Linked DNA regions of Gossypium hirsutum: region 1 is linked to region 2. Evidence: chromatin contacts called from public Hi-C data. All regions are on one chromosome and are shown on one strand. The core of a region is the stretch at or near the end of the contact, and the rest is flanking DNA. Distances in the headings are between cores, read along the strand shown.

The links. A called contact is a pair of places that touch in the nucleus more often than the background predicts.
Region 1: a contact with region 2 is called in a Hi-C map of leaf, with 2.1 times the contacts expected there. The contact joins the promoter of LOC107909584 here to the promoter of LOC121214763 in region 2. A contact is called at or near these places in 9 of 34 Hi-C or Micro-C datasets (leaf and seedling).

What each region holds. Positions count from the first base shown.
Region 1 is chrD02:62,953,068-62,959,478 of Gossypium_hirsutum_v2.1, forward strand. It overlaps LOC107909584 (dnaJ homolog subfamily B member 1), which reads left to right and starts at 4,356. Exons shown (of 2, transcript XM_016837172.2): 1 at 4,356-5,066; 2 at 6,311-6,411. The coding sequence starts at 4,645.
Region 2 is chrD02:62,796,326-62,802,651 of Gossypium_hirsutum_v2.1, forward strand. LOC121214763 (probable leucine-rich repeat receptor-like protein kinase At1g35710) reads right to left here and starts at 2,910. Exons shown (of 1, transcript XM_041088970.1): 1 at 248-2,910. The coding sequence starts at 2,309. The coding sequence ends at 366.

The DNA.
Region 1 (6,411 bases), core at 3,106-5,605, 160 kb after region 2:
AAGTTAGGATAGGAATGGGAAGATAACCCATTAGTTATCACCTCGGGTGAAGCTTTGGGCCTTGCGGAGGGAACATTGGAGTGTTTGAGCATTAAAGTTAGGTGGTGTAAAAGAGGTAATGGGAGGAGGATTCGAGAAATGAAATTATGGAATGGTGTTTATCACGACGCAATATCGTCTAGTTCTTTAGGACAACACTGTGACGACGGTATATTGCGTAAGACCATAGATGACAGATGCTATGACAGTCTAATAAGTGGTACATAGCGTAAGACCATGGATGAAAGACGTCATGGCAACATGGTATACGGTAAAGGTATATGGCATAAGACCATGGATGAAAGACGCCATGGAGGCAATGTATAAAATATAAGGTAAACAACGTAAGACCATAGATGAAAGACGCTTTGACAGCTAGATATAATGAGTAAGACTATAGATGAAAGATTCCATGTCATCAACTAATAGTACACCAGATGGTGGGTAGGTGTAAGACCATGGATGATAGACTCCATGGCATCCATAAAGAAAGTCCACTGGGACAGTAAACACAAAACAGATAAAGTCTGTTTGGACATTAAACACAAGGTAAGTTCGTTGGGGACAGTAAACACGAGGTAAGTCTGATGGGATGCAAAAATCGAGGAAGAAATGTATAAGACCATAGCTCAGCTACGGCTCCCATAGAGTCCGCATGGAACAGATGCAGAAAGTACGTCAAGACCTCAAGTAAGGAGTATACGACCAATGTGCCAAGTACGAGAAACCATGTAGGTGAAAGAAGAGTTATAAAAAAGTGTAAGTAGTGACATGCGGGTCTAGAGGAATCCGCCAAAATAATAGAAGTGATAAAGAGTAAGGCATGAGCGAAGACCCAATACAAATAATAGAAAGATAAGTCGTGCAAAAGAAATGCAAGAAAGGAAAATCATTCGAGGGTTGCAAGCCAAAACATGCATATATCAATTTAACCATTCATAAGCTTTAACATAAATTTATCCCAATGGCATTATACACACCTTAAACATCAACTCAACATACTTTATTTAACATTCAAACACCATACTTCCTTAAGCATTGTGTACCTATTCAATCATTCATTCCATCATTAAACACCATCACATTTTTATGCCAAATCAATTTAACCATTCTCATCATTTTAGTTTAAGACATCCTACATACCTCAAATATGTCATCTACCTTGCAGTCATTCTAACTTATATACAAATCAATAAGCATACAAAATCAAGCACTGTATACATATCTATACCATAATCATCATTCAAACAAACACTTATATATATATAGACTTTTTCATCATTTTCCAAAAATCAACACTTAACCATATTGAAACCTATATACATGCCACATAATTGGGTCTAGAATAATTTTAAAGTCTACCGAGACTGAAGCTGGATAGTGTGAGTTCTGGAGTTGATCTGATAGATGCATTCTGCAAAATGCCAACTATAGAAAACAAAAAATGAAACAAAGTAAGCATTACGAATGCTTAGTAAGTTCATAGGAAGTTTACCTAACTTACCTTAGCATTACAACAATTTAAACTATTGAAACACTTTGGCATAAAACATGACATCCTTTGACATCCTCAACTTTCATTTTAATTGCAACTAAACAACCAATAGGTTAGTTTGTTTACACATCAAATGCTTCTAATATGAATCACATATACATATACAACATTTCAACAAAGCATAATATATATATATCATCCCATTCATACTCATTTCATAAACATATAAATTCAATTCATATTCGCACATTTTCAACTGTAACATTTCCGTTAATACCATTTTCACTTTTGTTTTCACCCAGAGATTTAAAGCAATTTGAGCTCAGATACTTTGAATTGATTCGATCCAATTTATTGACATTATCAGGCTTTTAGCACTAACTTCGGATCAGGGTTGCTAACACTAGTTTAATTTGATGCTGCTAACGTTAGTTTCAGAGAATCCGCAACAAATACTTTGAAATCCTAAATCACTTTACATCTAAATAATTTCGTTTTGAAATGTTTTCAAAGCATACATGTTTTTGTACCTAATAACAATAATAGCTTTCTCTTGTTTCCAAAATATTTTTCAATTCATAATTATAAATATATTCATTTTCTTTTTAGATGTATTTTATTCAAATATTGTATTAGTCATTTTTCAAATTATGATACTTTTAGAATTATTTTAAAAAATATATATTTTTACTTGAATCTCAATTTTTAATGAATGTCGAGATAAAATATTTTTAAGCGTATACTTTTTTTTTATATAAATTTAAGCTAAAATCTTAAATAACTTTTAAAGAAATATAAAATTTATAATAAAATTTAAAAAGATTTATAAAATTGAAAATATAGATAAAAATGTATTGTCGGTCAATGCTAACCATTGCCAGCCAATGTAGTAAATGTTAGTCAATGTTGGTGAACATTAATCAATGTTTATAAATTTTCAATATATTTTCAATTAATATATTTTATATACATTTCAAAATTTTAATCATCTTAACCAAAATGTTTTGGAAGTTTAAATATCGATAACTAGCCAAATCCTTGAAATATCTAAAACTTGGGTGAATTTTTAATTTTTTACATTGATGATTTTATAATTATTTTTTGCACCTCAATATTTATGGGTATCGAGTTTGATTTAAGAATTTTGTCGAAATTGTTGAAGTCAAGGAAGAAAGAGAATATTAGCTAATCAGTCTAATTTTAGGATTTGGACACTTTATATATTGGTTCCATAGATGTTGACTTTAGCTTAATATTTTAACTATCTTTTTTTAAAAAATGGTTTATTCTATTTTATTGCTGGTTATGTATGTATAACACAAAACTTTAATTATCTATAGTGTTTCTTTAATGGAAGAAGCTTCCAAAAATTTAAAAATATGGTTGAAAGCTTGGCTTTGTTTATAGATGAAAATATGATTACACAAATGTATGTGGGGTTATTGCAAATTTTGAAATTAAATCCATGGATTTTCCTTCAAAATGAATATGTTTGTTTTTGTGTGCTCATGCTTTCGTTTATGGTTTTTTTTTAATAAAATAACAAAATAAATAAGATTTTGCCGTCTCAAAATTTAACTACTACATGTCTTTTTTCTTTTTCCACTAGTATATATTTCTCGCTTATGAAATTGTGTCATTCATCCTTTACAATAAGGACATTGTTGAGTGTTTTAGAGTATTTGTCTATGATATAGTCCCTATTCTTGGATGTGACGTCTTAAGTAAGCTCTCATGCATGTCAATTCTAAGGTGGGGGTTTACTTGCAAGATGATTATGCGAACTATGTAAGCTACAGGTCGGTCCTAGTCGAGTAACCGAATAGCGGATTAATAATAACGAATATCATAACATAGATATAGATTTAAAATTTACTTAGAATCCGAAATTGAAAAACTGAATATTTTTCACACCAATTAAGAAAAAAAAAGTTCTGTTCGTTGAAATAAAAGAAATTTATTTAATTAATAATTTGTTCGTATTAATTTAATTTACAGGTAGGGTTAAAGTGTGATAGTATTGAAGACTCTTAAAATTGCAACTTCAAGTAGACTTAATGTAAATAAAATAAAATTAGTATTATTTAGAATAGAGTTAAATAATTTTTAATATAAAATTTTGGTGTTGAACATCAACATCTTATTGTGCTGAACTTGCTGCTGCTGCTGCTGCTCCTCCTTTAATATTGACCATATCTTCATTTACTGCCTGAATAGATATTAAGATTGGTGACAGAAAATTTCAGTATTTTGCATCAAAACTTAATTTCAAAAAATATCTTCAACTTCTCCCTTTTTTCTCTCACCAATGGATTGGCTCAAATTGGTTTATCATACTTTCCATATGGAAGAATTTAGATGACATTATTAGAAGGGATAATAACGAATTTCAAATATGGTTTATAAAATCGAATTTTAATTACATTTAACACGTTATTTTTTTATTTTGTATTTAAAAGATTGAATTATGTTATCAATCCTCCTTCTTATAAATTATGGTTGGTTATTATTAACTAATTTAGTCATTTTGCTATTTTCATACTTATAATGCTATATCAGCTTGTCATTTTTAAATAATATTTATGAGAAGATCATGCCATTTTAGTTAATAGATTCAACAACCACCATTTGTGCTAAGATGAAAATTTCAAAATTCAAAAAACATCTGACCCAAAACTACGCAACTTACAAGGATTAAATGTATAGGGACTAAAAATTCAAAATTTGAAAAAGTGAAGTGAATAAAATTGAGGAAATTAGGGTATAGAGAGTAAATGTATAGCTTATATGGACTAAACGTTGGAATTGACATATTTAGAAAAAAATGTGTGGAGTACAGTGTAATGCATAAACGTGGCAAAACGGTATTGGCAAATGAAGAAGGTTAGGCAATAAATAAATAGAAGCAAGGAAACGCGTATGGAAGTGTGAAGGAAATCAAGAAGCGTGATTACAGCGGCTCCTGCTATCTCGATTTCTACTTCGTTTACACGCCCCACTCCCCTTTTCTTCTTTCCTTTTATTTACTCTTCCCATAACATTACATTCCCCTTTAGCACTCAAACCCAGAAAACTGAAAACCTTTTCTTTCTCCCCTAAGAGAGCTCAAAATGGGAGTTGACTACTATAACATTCTCAAAGTTAGCCGTAACGCGACGGACGACGACCTCCGGAAGTCCTACAAGCGCCTTGCCAGGAAGTGGCACCCCGACAAGAACCTTGTCAACAACAAAGAAGCCGAGGCTAAATGCAAGCAAATTTTTGAAGCCTACAACGTCCTCAGCGACCCGCTAAAGCGTCAGATCTATGATCTTCACGGTGAACAAGGCCTCAACTCCGCTGAATCATCCAGCCCCAATGGGTTTAGCGCCGGCGGCGTCGGTGGTATGGCCGACAAGTTCGACCAGAGGAATGGCCAAGGGTACAAGAAGGCGTCGCCGGTTGAAACCCAGTTGCTTTGTAGTTTGGAGGAGCTTTATAAAGGTGGTAGGCGAAGAATGCGAATTTCGCGCTCTATTCCCGGTGAATTTGGGTCAGTACATGCATTATTATTATTATCATTATTATCATTTTTTTCAATGTGAGTTTATTGTTTCATGATGAAAGCTTTAAACCCTTCCTATTGTGAATCTGAATTTTGGGGAAGAAGCAATCTTGGAATGGGTGTTGATTGTTCTTCATTCTTTTGATAAGGAAAATTCCTGAGTGATAATTGAAGAGATTGTTTCCTTTTCTGTTAAACTACTTTTGAATTTAGAGTTGCAGAGAAATTATGCATGTTGAAAGATGATTTTTGAAAGGAATTGATGGGTTTTTGGTTTTTGTTTATAGAATTCTGGGATTTTTTTGTTTTTCATTTCTGTTTCTCGGCTTTAGAGAGAAAAGTTGATGAAACCCATCATTAATTATCCAAATCACTTTTGGATCAGTTAGCATCTTGTGCATCCTCTGTAAATTGATGGTAGTTTGGGATCTCCTCAATTGCTAAGCTTTACATGGGTACAGTTCAAGTTATTCGTTTTCCTGTTCTAATAAAAAATTGCATTGTGAACATAAATTGATAGTTACAGAATTTGATTCCTAAAATAGATCAGTTGAGTGCTTAAGAAATTGCCCTCACGAACTCGGATTTTTCTTTTCTGATGTTAGCATGTTAATACGCTGGAAGTGGTTGCTGCTAGTGCTAATCACATGTCAATGATTAGAGAATGAATGTTAGGTGTTGGCGTTACTTCTTTGGTAAAGATTTTCAGTCTTAAAATATTAAGCCAGTTTGTTTGTTGTTTGCCAATTTAGTTTCGTTTGTTCTCACCCTACCATCATTTTTCTAAACAATTGAATCACTCGAACCCAACTATATCTTTTGTGTTAATCAGGAAGACGAGCATGCTATTGTGATGAGCAGGGCCAGAACTTCAAAACTCTACTTGTTACTTTTGTTGTCGACATACCTTTATAGGCTGATAAGTCTCTCTTTCGTTGAAAACACGTTTTTATCAATACTAGCTGCTTTTATGAAATTTTACTTGTTTATCCTGTATGTTTGTTTATATATTTAAGTTTTTTGGGGTTGAAAGCAAGTTTCTTCTTCTTTTTGTGTGACTCGAATTCAGTCATTTTGTGTCTAAGGTGTGACCAATGAAGTCAAATAGTTGTGATTTGTTTTCCTTTTTCTTCTTCACTTGCATTGTTTTCAACACTTGAACTATCTATTGGTGTGATTGTTGTTTTCTTGCTTTTCTAAATCGTTTTCCTTTTTTCCGATCTCTCTTGCAGTAAGCTGAAGACGGTGGAAGAAATATTGAAAATAGATATAAAGCCTGGGTGGAAAAAGGGCACAAAAATAACTTTCCCTGAGAAAGGAAACCAGGAACCGG
Region 2 (6,326 bases), core at 1,660-4,159:
ATAAAATTTAATTGAAATAGAATGGGGGAAAGTGTCTTTAAATGGTTTTAGATCTTAAGTAACGTAGCAGCATTGACTGTGTGAATTACCATCAAGTCCAGAGCCCTCTGCTCTTATTCCTAGTTTAGGCCCAAAGGCATGGGGACAGATGGCAACAAGGCTTTAGAAATGATTATTGTGGGTAATCATATTCATGCATTGATGTTCATAACTTTGCTTTTTTTTATCTTCATACTGAAACACAATGTGAAATGAAATCCATTGACTGTAGCATCAGTATTCACAGATGAGAAGCATGCCAAGATACTAAATGTTGGTAAATAATACAGCAATTTTTTTTGGGGGGGGGGGGAATTCCAAGTAATTCAAGATTTGCAGGGAGAAAGAGGTTTCCCACATAAACCTGTGTTGCCAGTGAAACAACTCTGGGGGAAGTCACTAAGAGGTCTGCCAGCAGGGATTTCCCCCACTAAAAGATTGTCTGATAAATCCAAGTCCTTGAGGTTTTTTAGGTTCAAAAACTCAGCAGGTATTCTACCAGTAAATTGGTTTCTCTGCAGCTTCAGTGTCTCCAAATGGCTTAGATTTGCCAACGCCTCTACCAAGCCGAAACCAAATTTGTTATAGCTCAAATCCAAACTCTGCAATGCTTTCAATTTCTCCATTGATGTTGGCAATTTACCCTCTTGTAAGTTATGTGATAAATTAAGATACACAACTCTCTCCAGCGTTCCTACACTAATTTGTTGGATTCCACTTGTGAAGCTGTTATCAGATAGGTCAACATATGTGAGTGAACCACCTGGGAAACTGGTTCCTATCTTGAAAACATGTTCCATTGAGGCTGTTATGTTGTTTGAGTGAAGGTCCAGCACTCCCAATTCCTGGAAATCTGCAACTGAAGCTGGAATACTTGAACTGAGATGGTTCCTTGAAAGATTCAAGGAGTAGAGTTGAGTGAGGCTTCCCATCCATGCTGGTATCCCACCAGTGAGATCATTGGCTGATAAGTCCAGTTCCTGTATTGGACTTGGAGTTGATTTCAGCATGTCTGGTATTTGTCCTTTGATTCCACATCCTGCCAAATAGATTCGGGAAAGAGATGGCAATTTTGCTACCCACCTTGGAATGGAGTTTAGAGTTAAACTGTTGAATGAAAGATCCAGTGTTTGCAAATTTTGGAGAGCAGACATTTCATTAGGCAATGGTCCTTGAATTGAGTTATGAGAAAGGGTCAAGAGTATGAGATGTGAGAGTTGACCAATTGACTTTGGTATAACTCCAGATAGCTTGTTGCCGTTGAGATACAACTCTGTCAAAGCTTCTAGATTACCTAAACTAGAAGGAATTGCTCCTTCAAGCTTGTTGTTTTCAAGTGAAACCCTTTGGAGGGAGACCAGATATCCCAAATTGGGTGGTATTTTCCCGCCTAGTTGGTTGTTTTGCAGCCTTAAAAATCCAAGCAGAGGCATCTGACCATAATTTGATGGAAATGGTATCTCTCCTTCTAGATGATTAGCATCTAAATACATGACTGAAATGGATGTTAGATTGTTTACTGAAGCTGGAATTTCCCCATTCAAAAGATTATCTGAAAGATCAATCTCTTTCAAGAGCTGCAAGTCTCCAATATTTTGTGGTATATGACCAGTGATGGAATTGGCATGAAGGTCTAAATGCATGAGATTTGTCAAGTTGGAGAATGAAGCAGGAATACTACCAGTGAATCTATTTGAATGAAGAAGCAAAGCATTGAGATTTTTAAGACAACCAAGGGTAGGAGGAAGAAACCCAGATAATCTATTCTCATGCAGGTGAAGTTCCTCAAGTTTTAAAAGCTTACCAATGCTTTCTGGCACGGACCCTCTCAGCTTGTTTCCATAAAGATAAAGCTTTCTAAGGTTCTTAAGAAGACCAATGGATGTGGGAATTCTTCCAGAAAGGCCTGCGAGTCCTCCAAGGTCGAGAACTTCAAGCGAGGTGAGGAGTGTGATTGATGGGGAAAACCAGCCTTCCATCTGAGACAGAAAGACGAAATCAACGGAGGAAATGAATCCAGGTAGATGAACTTCAGTGACCCTACCAGTTTCATTGTTGCAGGAAACACCTTGCCATCTGCAACAACGACGACCGACCCACTTCGCTAGCCGACCTGAAGTGTCCATATGGATTCCGCCCCTAAAACTGGCGAGACCTTTGAGGTCACCAGGGTCACATTCTTCAACAGTGCTTCCTCCTGTGGAGACTGTCGCCATCATCAGAGTCAATGCTAGAGGAAGCCATAACATTTGACAACCCATTTTTGTCATGGACAGCTGATTCTCTTACTCTTAAGCTACAATATGGATAACGTTCTCACTATTATCAGTGTGATTGAATAGGAAAAGCAGGAAAGTGAAATTGGGTGCGAGTTAAAGAAGAGAGAATGGGGGCAGTAATTTGGCTCAGCTGATGAACCCTCAAATTAAGAGACATTGATTTTGCCTTTTTCTTTTGTCCTTGGTCTTTTCCGGACAGTTTGGTTATGCTAAAAAAGCAGGAGTGTAGATCATGATCTCCTTTTTAGAAAGGGAGTCAATTTAGGCGAAAGATTTCTTAATAAAACGACAAGAAACATAATTCTCAATTGGTTTTTACAAAAACCCTATCAAAAAGATATTTGTTAAGTCTGAACTGTGGTTGAGGGTGCTGCAAACTAGAATATCTACTTATTCCGCGCCCAGGATTAGATCTACTGACATCCAGTTCACCAATTTCTTGATGCAAAACCTCAGCACATGCTGAAATGATTCTTTTCCGTAACCCTCACATTTTTCTTTCTTTCCTCGTATTCACCCCAATTGATGCCAATACCCCTTTTCTTATGACCAAATAAAAAGAAGAGCTATTTTTTAAGTGGTAGGCCCTCGGGAGGTTGGCTGGCGTTGGTTTCACATTTTTTTCCCTCTTTGCTCCTTACGAGCTTCTATTGGCTGCCAAGAATGAACGCATATTAACATTATGACACAATTTTATTTTTTGATAATATAATGATGATACCAAATTTTATAATAAATTATGGGAAATGAATATAATTACCATGATTACAATTAGAGCTGGCAAATGGGCTCGAATCAAAGTTTTTCAAGTTTGGATATTTTTCGGGTTTGATCTCTTTTGAATTTGGATTTTTTTAGATTCGGATTTGGATCGAGTCGGGCAGGCTTTGATGGATCAAGATAATTTTAAATTTTATAAGTTATAAATATTTTAATTTTGAATGTAATAATACATCTTATTTTTATACGATGACATCCCAAATTTAAATTTCCCTTATAAAAACATAATATTAAATTTTTAATAATATTTTATGTATGTTAGTTATAATTATAGACATGTATTTTAATATACTAAATTACACATAATTATTGATGCAAGATTTTTTATTATAATTTATAATATAATAACAGTTATTATATTAATAATTATAAAATATATTATTTCATTATATAATACTATATTACATACTATAATAGTAGAGTAATACATAATATATTAATTATTATCATATATTATTGTTTGTTATTATAATGGTTGAAATATACTCTAAGTCCCTATATTTTTTGTACATCTGAAAGCAAACCCTCCTACTATATTATATAATGCTATATCATATCATATAGTATATAATATATTAATGGTTTACATATATGCACCGATAATTAAAAATTATAATATTATATCTTTTATTATAATAATAGTTATATATGTATTAATATTTTAAGTAATAGTTATATTAAATTAAATTTTATAGATTTTAATAATGATTAATTTTATATATTTATTATGCATATAATATATAATTATAATATTTAAAATATCTTAAAAAATATTTCACTTTATAAATTAACATAAAAATGTTATTAATTACTTTTCCTATTAATAAAATATTAATATAAATATGCAATGCTTATGAATACATTTAAAAAAAAAGATTCATCATTTATTTATATTTTAATTAATATCATAATATTATATTAATTATTAAGGTCTATTATGGCTGCTCAGTTATAAAGTCGGGTTTTTTTAGGCTTTGAGTTAGATTTATCTCGGACTCGGACTTTCTCAAACTCGAAATTTTCAGACTTAGATCTATTATGGACTCGGACTTCCTTGAACTCAGATCGTCACAAGTTGACTTTCGGGTTAATTACAATAATCACAATATCATTCTTATAATTTTACTAATTAAATTGAAAAGATGTGTAATTTAAATACAAGACACCTCCCCTTCCCTCCTAGTGACATTATTCTCCATTGGAAACATGCAGGTTTTGGGCATGTTGTTAAGATAACGGGTGGTCCAGGCTTACAAATATTGTAATAATGAAGTATAAGAAAAACTTCCATGGTCCTTTACTTGTTGATGCACTCGCATGAAAGCCTGCCGTCTGCAGTTGTTGTTTTCGAGATTGGAATTTCAAGAAGGATCTTAAGCCAATGGGTAAAGCAAGTAAGCAGTTGGATGAGATTTAAATATTGAAGGGTTGGAAAATAATGTTCCCAGCTCAAGAACAAACCTTTTTTATTTTATTAATTACAAGATTCGACTACACGAAGTTCAAACAGGCTTAGCCTTGTATTATATCATATAACAATAATAATATTTGATATGCAATCACAATTAAATTTTATTTAATACAACTCTCATCTGCCTACTTATGTATTAACATAAAAAAGAAAATGTTTTAGAGTTGATGATTAATATATCAAAATTTATATAAACTAGTTGATGAGTAGTCCGCGTGTACAAAGACTTTTGATGGAGAGAAAGAAAGTGATTGTATACAAATGAAATAGAATGTAATGGGGAATGATAAAGAGGGATATTTAAGTAGATTCTATAACATTGAACGTAATGATAAGTGAAGATTTGTAAGGGGGAGAAACATCATTAATTTATTATTATTTAAAAAAAAGATCTTTTGGTTTTTTCAGTAGAATTAGTGCTGACTCTAAGTTAAGCTTACAAATAATTAGATACACCCTTATATAAGATATACAAGTGTGAATACGATGCATGCTCCTTTGGGTGTAGCAAAATTGCATAGAATATAGACAGGAGAGGGATGCATCACCCACTGGATGGGGATATATATTTTTTATAATTTTGTTATTGTTCCATGTTGTTGTTCAAAGGTGATAATGTTCACTCAAAAGGGAATAGTACAGAGCAGGAAAGCAAGGAGACTACACAGATTGGGACGAGCGAAAGGACAATGTAGTATTGTCTTCTCCACACTCATACTCGGATTTCCTGGACTATGCTATTTACACATGATGTTTCAATAACTTTTATTATTATTTTTTTGGTGGAAAAAGTAAACTAGTGTAAAGGAAAAATAAAATCTAAACCGTTATCTTTACTCGACAGCTACTCCTGAATCTTACTCGATTTCTTCGTTTAATTCTTAAGATGGATCCCTCACATATGTTTCAGAGTATTTTCTTTTTGTACAAATGTCCAGGCAATCCTGGTAGTCGTATCCAAGCCATGACCATATTCGGGGTATGACTGCGAAGGGTTAAATTCAATGCTCCAGGGTTGAACAGTTAGATATTGCCCATAAACTATCCAAGGTCCTTGACTTAAAACTCTCTCAAAATCTCTGAAGTTTTGGAACTTAGCTAGGTAGTAACTGTTTTCGATATCCATTAATCGGAATGGTTGACTCGGTTGTCATAAGGAATGTATCTTGTTTTGTAGCGTTACATATCCAATGTTCCTTCCTAAGAGTTTGATTACTACCGTATGTTCCATATCTTTTATGAGTAGTTGATTAACCCGATTAGAGAATTCTATTGCCGGTATGCCGTTTACGGATATTCTCACAATATCATCCTCAAGTAAATCTAAGTTATCGTCATCTTCATCTCTAGTTGATGTTTCTGTTTTATCGTTGATTTGCAAGCCTGTACCCATGAGACAATCTTTCCATGACCTAGGCTTGTTTGGTGCCAAATTAGTTTCCATAACAACATTTGCATCTCGTTCTTGAATGTTGACCACTCCTTTTGATTATTTTTAATTATTTAAAATATTAATTATTTAGATATTAAATATCGTAATTGAGTGAAACACCACTTCAATCTCAATATGATATTCATTCAATTTGACTCGTTCTCAAATTAAATATCAATTTCATCACTCCATCTAACACAATATAACCCATGACACATTTTTACTTATAGAACTCAGGAAGCTTTACTATAAATTTGTAAAAAAGAGAACATCCAAAAACTGATGGATAAGAATAAATGGTGTCATATTTTCCATAATTTAGAAA